Regions from separate parts of the Capsicum annuum genome. Here region 2 is linked to region 1. A link is a contact called in public Hi-C data. All regions are on one chromosome and are shown on one strand. Each heading gives the region's core, a stretch centred on a gene start, on an enhancer-like site or on the middle of the called end of the contact. The rest is flanking DNA. Distances are from core to core; before and after follow the strand shown.

The links. A called contact is a pair of places that touch in the nucleus more often than the background predicts.
Region 2: a contact with region 1 is called in a Hi-C map of leaf, with 4 times the contacts expected there. The contact joins the promoter of LOC107843341 here to the promoter of LOC107843325 in region 1. A contact is called at or near these places in 2 of 5 Hi-C or Micro-C datasets (leaf and placenta).

Annotation. Positions count from the first base shown.
Region 1 is chr10:171,714,642-171,719,069 of UCD10Xv1.1, forward strand. LOC107843325 (dynamin-related protein 3B) reads right to left here and starts at 2,902. Exons shown (of 4, transcript XM_016687562.2): 1 at 2,339-2,902. The coding sequence starts at 2,713.
Region 2 is chr10:172,321,006-172,326,160 of UCD10Xv1.1, forward strand. LOC107843341 reads left to right here and starts at 2,732. Exons shown (of 1, transcript XM_016687580.2): 1 at 2,732-5,155. The coding sequence starts at 3,613. The coding sequence ends at 5,118.

The DNA.
Region 1 (4,428 bases), core at 1,652-4,151:
CACAAAGAAACAAACCTTCCTTTGTGCTCTAAGGATCCAAATGGAGTCATAAGGAAAGGTATCTTCCTCTCTCACTAGTAACCACTTATAAAAAGAGCTAACAGAGAATAAACCGTCACCACTCTCCTGCCACCTCCATGCATCCAACAAGTTGTTTGGTGTGTCTAGATCATAGAAAAGCTCAACCAAATCGTGAAATTCTTCCATCTCCCAGTCATGAAGGTCCCTTCAGAATCTTAAGTCCTGGTGAATAGCACCCTTATGAGACATACAAATTTGTTGGATTGTCAACCCTCTCTAGCAAGAAACACGGTATAAACTAGGAAAAGCTTCCATCAACTCGATCTCCCGACACCACTTATGTGTCCATAAACTGATCCTACTTTCATCCCCAACCTTAAAGGAGATATGTCGATAGAAACCTTCCCACCCCTTCATGATACCCCTCCACAAACCACACCCAAACAGAGTTACAATGTTTATAGTCCTCCACCCACCATCCATTATGTCATATTTATCCGCTACCACCCCCTCCAAAAAGCATTTTCATCCCTCCCAAATCTCCAAATCCACTTTCCTAACAAAGCTTTGTTATTTACCTGGACATATTTCACTCCAAGCCCTCCCTATTCCTTTGGAGATGAGACGACTCTCCAATTCACAAGATGAAATTTCTTAGTGCCTTCGGCTGAGTCCCATGAGAAGTTATGTTGAAGTCTTTCCAACATTTCAATTGCCTTGCTAGGGGTCTGCACAAGTGACATAAAGTATGTAGGCATACTAGGAGGAGTGCTCTTGATCAAAACTTCGTTTTCCCTTTTACCTCTTTTGCCATCCAGCTAGCCACTTCTCAGCTCTCTCAACCACCGAACCACCGGATTCCACACCGTGAGATCTTTGCTAGACGCTTTCAAAGGTAGTCCCAGATACGTAGTAGGTAGATTACCCACCTTGCAATTCAACACTTGCGCCTTCACATTTACTAAGGCTAATCATTAAGCCTGACACAACCTGAAACCATATAAGGATCTGTCTCAAAACATTCAATTGGGCCACACTCGCATCATATAAGACCAAAGTATCATCTGTGAACAGCAAATGCGTAACTGTCAAGTTACACTGCCCTCTAAATACAGCATCAAATCCCTTCAAAAGACCTCCACTGACTACTCTGTCCATTATCTTGCTCAAAGCTTCCAATACCAAAATGAATAGCATAGGAGATAAAGTATCTCCTTGTCTCAAGCCTCTCGAGCTCCCAAAGAAGCCACAAGGACTTCCATTTACCAATACAGACAATGAAGGTATTATAACAATCCCGAGATAACTTATCTCCCAACCAAATGAGCCCTAAGAGAGTTTTGTACCGCATAAGATGGAATACCTCACGACTAAGCTTGAAATAAAACAAACATTGTATTTAAACTAATAACACAAGACAATACAATGGGTAACAACCATCCAAACAAGCTAGAATTCACCCTTAACTAACGTGGATTAAACAATGTGATACAATTAAATCTAAGCAACAATAATCAAAATAAAAATTATATTTTAAACTAACAAAACAGTACAATACAATGGGTAACAACCATCCAAACAAGCTAGAATTCAGCATTGACTAACATGGATTCAACGCTACAATACAATAAAATTTCAGCAACAACCAAAACAATCAGATAACAATACAATCACACCAAATCAATCATTACACAAAAGGTATAATGCATAAATGTGCCCTTTAACCTGGCTTCAACTTTCATCTATACTCTCCAACTTTGGGTGTGCACAAGTAGACACTTGAACTTATATAACGTTGAACAAGTAGACACATGTGTCCTATTTGGCATCCTACATGACCAATTTGTGTCTGTCATATGGGACACGTGTGTCTACTTGTTCAACTTTATACAAGTCTAAGTGTCTACTTATACACATCCAAAGTTAGAGGTGGTAGATGCAAGCTGAGGCCAAATTAAAGGGCATGTTTATATATTATGCCAAACGTAACTTTTCGTTGTTAACTACCAATGGATAGATAAACGATACCATACAATAAAATTTATACCATACAATAAAATTTATACCATACAATCAAAACAAATACATTTCAACTAACAACACAATACATAGGGTGTTTGGATTGGCTTAGGCTTAAAAAGTACAAATAAAAGCCAAAAAAAGTTGTTTGCTACCTACTTTTGGCATTTAGTTTTTGAGTTATAAGTCACTTAAAAAAGAGCTCATCCAAACCACCTAACAATACAATACAACACAACACGAAAACTCACAGCATTCCAGAAAAATAAAAAAAGCAGCAAAAGGAGAAGAATCTGACCAGAATTTCACGGCGAACAGCATCAAAATCGTAGAACCGTTTGTCCGGAAGGTGACCAAACTCGCCCCATTCAAAACTCTCACTACCAATCCCATCATCACAACACTTCTCAAGCTGAAGAACTAACGGTCTACGAGTACAAATATCACAACCACGCGGTAGAAAATCACGACCAACTAAAGCTTCAAGTACACTCGACTTACCGCTACTCTGACTACCAATCACCGCCACTTGCGGTAGTCGGAGACCGGTAAGACGATTATCGATGTCGCCGAGTGGTGAGAAAATGTCTTGAAGTTTATTGATTAAGGGAATTACTGATGAACCGATGAGCGGAATGTCGCCGTTCGAATTTGAGTTTGATTTCTTCCTCATTGCTTTTGTTTTTTGTTAAATTTTTGCTTTTAAGTGTGAGAGAATTGAGAATGGAGTGTATAGAGAGAGAGGGGAGTGGGAGAGGAAGGTATATAATAAAGTGTTGAAGATTCTTGGAAAAGAATAAAAGCTTGGAAATTGAAAAAGTTTTTATAAAAACTTTTGCATGCTTAACAGGGAAGAAAGGGAATAAAATGGTCCTCTAAGTTTTGGAATTGCGCTCAAAATTGTCCTTATTAAGTGCAGTTTATCTCACGATTAATTCCGGGATATTCTATTTTATTACATTTAAACTGAAATTATTTGATCTCATTTTTTAAGTGAGATAAATTAGTTCATAAATTATAATTTCCGCATAGTATGATTTTTATATCTCGTAATAGTCTTATTAATTTCTGAAGGACTTCGATTAAATTTAAACTTTATTTATTTGTCATCAACCATAATTTTTAAATACTTTTTGTTTTATTTAAAATTTATAAATTTAAAATTATATTTCGTTATATTTTTCCAAAGAATATTTAAAATAGTGTTCAAATGATGATTATTAGTACTTCTATAAATTTTATTGTGCAAAAAAACATGCTGAGTAATAAATCTCTAGAAAAGACAATTTTGGTGTTTATCGTAGAGCTCGATTTAGGATGATACAGATAAAATACTTTGAGACTGATATGTGAAACTAGTTTTGTGAGGTTCACAATGCTCATTGCTTGTTTAACTATTTTTTCGTGATAATTTTTTTTAGCTAAGTAACATACCCTTATAATTTTTTTAACATATAATTGATGCTCAATAATTTTTCATCAGTAACCCAAATCAGCCGTAGTTTGGCATAATTATTATTTGAGAATAATTTGAAGGATAATATCACTTTAAAATACATAATCAAATTTACATCATTCATATTTTTATATGTGTCTCAAAATTTTATTATTCTTTATTTGAAAGTAATTTTACTTTTGTTCATGAATCATTAATGTTTTAATTTTAATCGTAATATTAAAAAAATTTATAAAGTATTTATTTTAATGAAGTAAATTACATTGTATGATAGTAATTATTTTTTTTAAAATGTGATATTTTGTTGTTCTGAATTCCCACTTTATTGGGTTAGCTTGGGTATGCTGCTATTGTTTTTTTTTTATTTGTTTGAAAGTTGACATGCTAGAGTTATTTTCATTTTATGATAACTTTTATATGATTATATCCTTACATTTTTTATAACTGCAAAAACATATTAGAAGTTTTATTATGAATTTTTTAATTATTTTTAGACTTATTAATGCATTTTTTTATAGTTTTTTATTAATATATTGTTTTAATATATTATAAATTAAAAATCTAAATATTAGTGGGCCTTCATAACACATATTTTATGTGTCAAGGCTTCCGTCTCACTCTTTTGAGGCTTACATCTCACTCTATCTCAAGTAAAATATACATTTGATGCCCCCATTTTTTTAAAAGTAAAACTTATATAAATTCCAACAATTTTATCCCTAATATTCTGTATTATACTTTTTTGTTAAATTATAAATAATTCTTTATTTTGTAATTTTTGGATACATAATTAATCATGTCTTTTGATACTAATTCCCTATTTTTCTGGCCGAGAAAAGTAGTATTCCTGGTTTGTCTGCTCCTTCACCTTTTCTCCTCTTCCTTTTAAGCTTTTACTTGAGATACTTTTTGTTGGCAAGCCTGGATATTTT
Region 2 (5,155 bases), core at 1,482-3,981, 610 kb after region 1:
TTTATCAATCTTTGTCATTGCTAATAAAAGTTATTGGTATTCTTTACTCTCTTTTAATTACAACAATAACATACTCAGTGTATTTCCATTAAATTGGGTCTAGGGGTAAAGTGTATGCAGTTCATACCACTACCTTAGATGAAGTAGAGAGGTTGTTTCCAATAAACCCCCAGCTCAGGATAGATAATAGTATAACAAACAAAAAACATAAAAGCAAACAACAAAAAGGAATATCACACCGCTATATAATAAAGGGAACAAGACACCCACAAATAAATACTATAAAGTAGTTATTCAAAATCATAGACATCACTAAAATATTACGAACAAGAGGCTGAGGCTAGGAGGGAATTATTATATAATGAACCCGGTGCAAGCACAGTCGCAGATACAAATAAAGCACTCATCCCTACTATTACAGACATACTTCTACCTACCAACTCTCTACCCTAATCTGCATCCTCCACATCTACCTATCAAGGTTCATGTCCTCTGAAAGTTGTTGCCGTTTCATGTCATGCCTAATCACCTTCCTCTAATATTTCTTTGACCTACCACTATCCCATCAAGAATCTTTCATCGCTAGCCTCTCAAACCTCCGTACTAGAGAATCTGTGTCCTTCTTCATCACATGCTTGAACCATCGCAACCTCACTTCCCGCATCTCGTCCTCCACTAAATCCACTCTCATCATCTTCCGAATAATCTCATTTTTAATTATATTCCTCCTAATAAGTCCACATATCCATAGCAACATCCTCATCTCCGCCACCTTCCAACTTTTTTATGTGAGAGTTCTTAACTGGCCAGTACTTTACTCCTGTAAGACCCTGCAAAATTCTAAGATTAACTCAGTCCGTTAAAGCATGAAAAGAGGTCGCAGACTTAGAAATTTCAGCCAAGTATTTACACTTAGAATTTATTCTAGCTTTCATAAGTTGAAAATCTTATTTCACAACTTTCCCGACCTTTAAATATCGATCTTTAAGTTGATTCATGATCAGTATGTCAATAGGGGTTTCCAAACAAGTTTCAAATTTTTCGAACCTCATTTAGACCTTTTTTGGAATCCCAAAATAGTGAGTCGACACAATGTTGGCACGTCGTATCGCCAATCGCGTCGATAGATAAAATGTTCCTCATCTTAAGGCAAATTCAAGTGAGCCAACGCGATATCGGTGCATCATCGGATATCACGTTGGTAGGTACCCTTGACGCGTCGTGTAGTCTATAGCGTCGCTGGGCACATTTTCAATCTTTTAAACCCGCGTTCAGAGGGGTATTAGGGTCATTTTTCTACCCCTATTTAGCCTAAAAACATGGGATTCATCCCTAATTCAATGATGTTGAAAAGACAAGGTTCCTTGTTTTAAGGAAAAGTGGTTGTCAAGTCTTGAAAAGGTGATGTTGGTAAGTTTTCTCAGAAACAATTTTTGACTTTGTTTTTATAACCCTTTTGGATCTAGTAATCTTTAGAGAAGTTAAGACGTAGGATGAAGAGAAGTTTAAGATGAACACAACATCAACACCTTCAAGAACATAACAACAATACACCACAATAATCACTCCAACGTCCCAACACAAGACAAACTGACGGCCACTTCAAGTAACTTTAGATTTAGACACTTTTTTGTGTTGATGAGGAAGAAACCAACACAAGAAACAAACTAAACAAGTAAAATCTTTTGTAGATCTACAACCAATTTCCGACAAAAATGTTCAAGAAAACACTTTTTGGTAAGAGCTTCCCAAGATTGATTTTGTAAGAACAAAACCTAGCCTTGAGCTTTGATACCAAGTGATACAAGATTAAGTGTGTATCAAGAACAACAAATAACAACAATGTTAGTGAATCGAAAGAGCCTCACACGACTTCACTAGACTTTTAGATTCAACAAGGCAATGTTAACAAGATTTACCAAAAAAGAGATAGAAGCTTGACATATAATATTCATTGATCTAAGAACCCTAACAAGAGAAAGGACCCTAAGACTAATGAATATCAATACCAAGTTCTTACTTGGACCAAGAGGAACTCAAAGCACCCCAAGAACCTAGTTTCTAGCCAAGATACAACACTAGTATAACTCTATTAGTGAGAATCGATTTTGAGCCGCTCCAAATGAGAAAGAGAAGTCAAAATATTACAAGTCTTGTTGTCTTCTATGATATGAGTCAACTAAAAAAAGACTAGCCCTATTACATGGCTTATATAGTCAATTCAAAGGAGGACAAAGACCAAAATATCCTTGGCATTTAAGTGGGTAGGTTTGGGGTGTCTTGGTGGGCCTCTTCACACTTTAATAAGTATAGGCCTTTAGATGGGCTCACAAGGGCCTCACACACGGCCAAGGATGTGAACAAGACTTGGAGTCATTGCAACTCACGTGCTTGGCTTCGTGTGAAAGATCTCGAGCTAGAAATTTCCGTATCACTTATTCCATCACTATGATATAAATGGTAAGATAAGTTATCTCGGAATTAATTAATACCTGCAATCAAACATGAGATAAAATAATTTTTCATTTTATCCAAGATTACTTATTTCTTATATCTCACACCAAACGACCGAGTATAGTCCGAACATTTCAACACTTCGTTTCTGACATGCTATAGTTTGTGTAAAAAAAAATTTAAAAAATAAAAAAGCGTAGAAAACATCAAATGGTACAAGCAACTCACTAAACACCAACCCTAATTAATACTTATCAAAACAAAAAACTACCAAAACAAAAAATGCTTATCAAAATCCTCGTTACTCTCAGCCTTAACCGCCCCCACCCCACACTTTTTTAATTATCTGTCCAAAAAAGCACCGTCACCGTTTTCACTAACGGTGACAACTGTTGTTCTCTTGTATCATCATTCACGGTGTTATTTAGTACAGCCTATTTCTGTTTACCCCACACAAACAAACGCCTTCCTATAATTTTTCTGTGTGTCCACCTTTTAATTGTCCTCCTCAATATTTCTTGTGTGTTTCTTGACTTGTTCACTATTTTTTTTCTCTTTTGTTCTTCATTTTCACATGTGTATTAAGTAAAAGAAATCCTCAAATTAATAGAAAAAAATTGAAGGATGAGGATGGTAAGGGCCATTGATTGTTCAGAGTGTCCTAGTGTCTGTGGGTTCTTGGTTGTTGAAGCTTATCCTAAAAGGTACTCTTCCAAGATCCCTTCTGATTTAGTCCTTTTTTTGGGTCTTGGTTTCATTGATTGGTAATCCAATTATACATTCAATAAATACACAAGTTATATTATATAGTGGAAAAAAAAATAAAGAGTTTTTATGTATGATTTTGGTGAATAAAGATTATGGGTTTTTCAAGATTCTTTGGGGGTCTAGTTTTTCTTGATTTTTCTTCTGACTTTTGACTATTTTGGTATTTGGGTTTTTGAGGGTTTTTGTAGTTATGTGATGAATAAGTAAAAAAGGGTTTTGATGGTGGTGTGAATGTTGTTGTTTTTGTTGTTGTTGGGAGTAGGAAAATGGATGTGTTGTTTTTTGTAAAGATTGATTTTTTTCCAAGAAAGTTGTTGCTTTGGGTAATTAAGAATTGGAGCTAGCATTTAGCAAATAGAGTTGTTTCCTAAGGGAGATAAAATTTGTGAAATGGTAGATACACTTCTTACAACATTGTCAATGGAGAATCATCATCACCCTTTAACACTCTTGTCAATGGATTCAAGTGCTTCTTCTTCACATGAGGAATTAGACCTTGAGATGAATCGCCAAGTTGTTATAACGCGTCCCCCTGATATTAATTTGCCCTTATCAGCTGAGCGTAGCTCGCCTCCTCAACCGTGGAATGATATTCTTGATGTTGGGCTAGGGACACAGATCTATGAGAGTGAAACTTTTCTTAGTGTGCCTAAAGTAGGGAGGAAATGTGTAAAGCGTGTAGATAGTATCTGGGGCGCGTGGTTTTTCTTTAGTTTCTACTTTAAGCCTGTTTTAAGTGAGAAATCTAAGGCTAAGATGATCCGCGATAGTAATGGAATCTCGGGGTTTGATAAATCTGATCTCCAACTCGATGTTTTTATGGTTCAACATGATATGGAGAATATGTATATGTGGGTGTTCAAGGATAGACCTGAGAATGCATTGGGTAAGATGCAGCTACGGAGTTACATGAATGGCCATTCTCGACAAGGAGAACGTCCATTTCCCTTTAGCGCTGATAGGGGTTTCATTCGATCACATAGGATGCAAAGGAAGCATTACAGAGGCTTATCGAATCCTCAATGTGTTCATGGGATTGAGGTTGTGTCATCTCCCAATCTCATGGTTCTTGATGAAGAGGAGCGCAAAAGATGGAAGGAACTCACTGGTAGGGATGTGAACTTCACTATCCCACCGGAAGCTAGTGATTTCAGTTCATGGAGAAACCTCCCCAACACCGAATTTGAGCTTGAGAGGCCACCTCCGCCAATAAAGAGTAATCCACATTCCAACTCAAAGAAACTGCTTAATGGTTCAGGACTTAATTTGTCAACTCAGCCATCCAATCATACCAATGGAGATGCAATGGATCTATTACCTGTCAACGGCAAAAGGAAAAAGGACTTCTTCTCAAATGGAACTGAAGAGGATTGTCATCTGCAAGTCAATCCTCCTTCCTTGCAAATTCCGGACCTTGAAATTCACTCAAATGAACGACATTGGTTAAATGAATTTAGTGGGGTGATGAGGGATACTTATGGTCCTGTTACAGCTGCGAAAAGTATATATGAAGATGAAGAAGGTTATTTGATCGTAATCAGCTTGCCCTTTGTTGATCTTCAAAGAGTGAAAGTTTCATGGCGGAACATGGTCACACGTGGGATAATCAAGGTGTCTTGTTTGAGCACATCTCGGAACCCATTCATCAAGAGATTCAATAGGACTTTCAAGCTTCAAGTTTCATCCTCAGAACACTGCCTTCCAGGAGAGTTCGTCAGAGAAATTCCTCTTCCAACCAGAATTCCTGAAGATGCTAAAATTGAAGCATATTATGATGAAACAGGGACGGGGCTCGAGATCATGGTGCCAAAAGTTCGCGAGGGGCCAGAAGAAGAACACGAAGTTCGGGTTTGTCTCCGTCCTCACCTTGTAGGAAATGACCTCATGTTGACCTAGACAGACGCATACTGGGGGAATGCATGGGTGGTTGTTA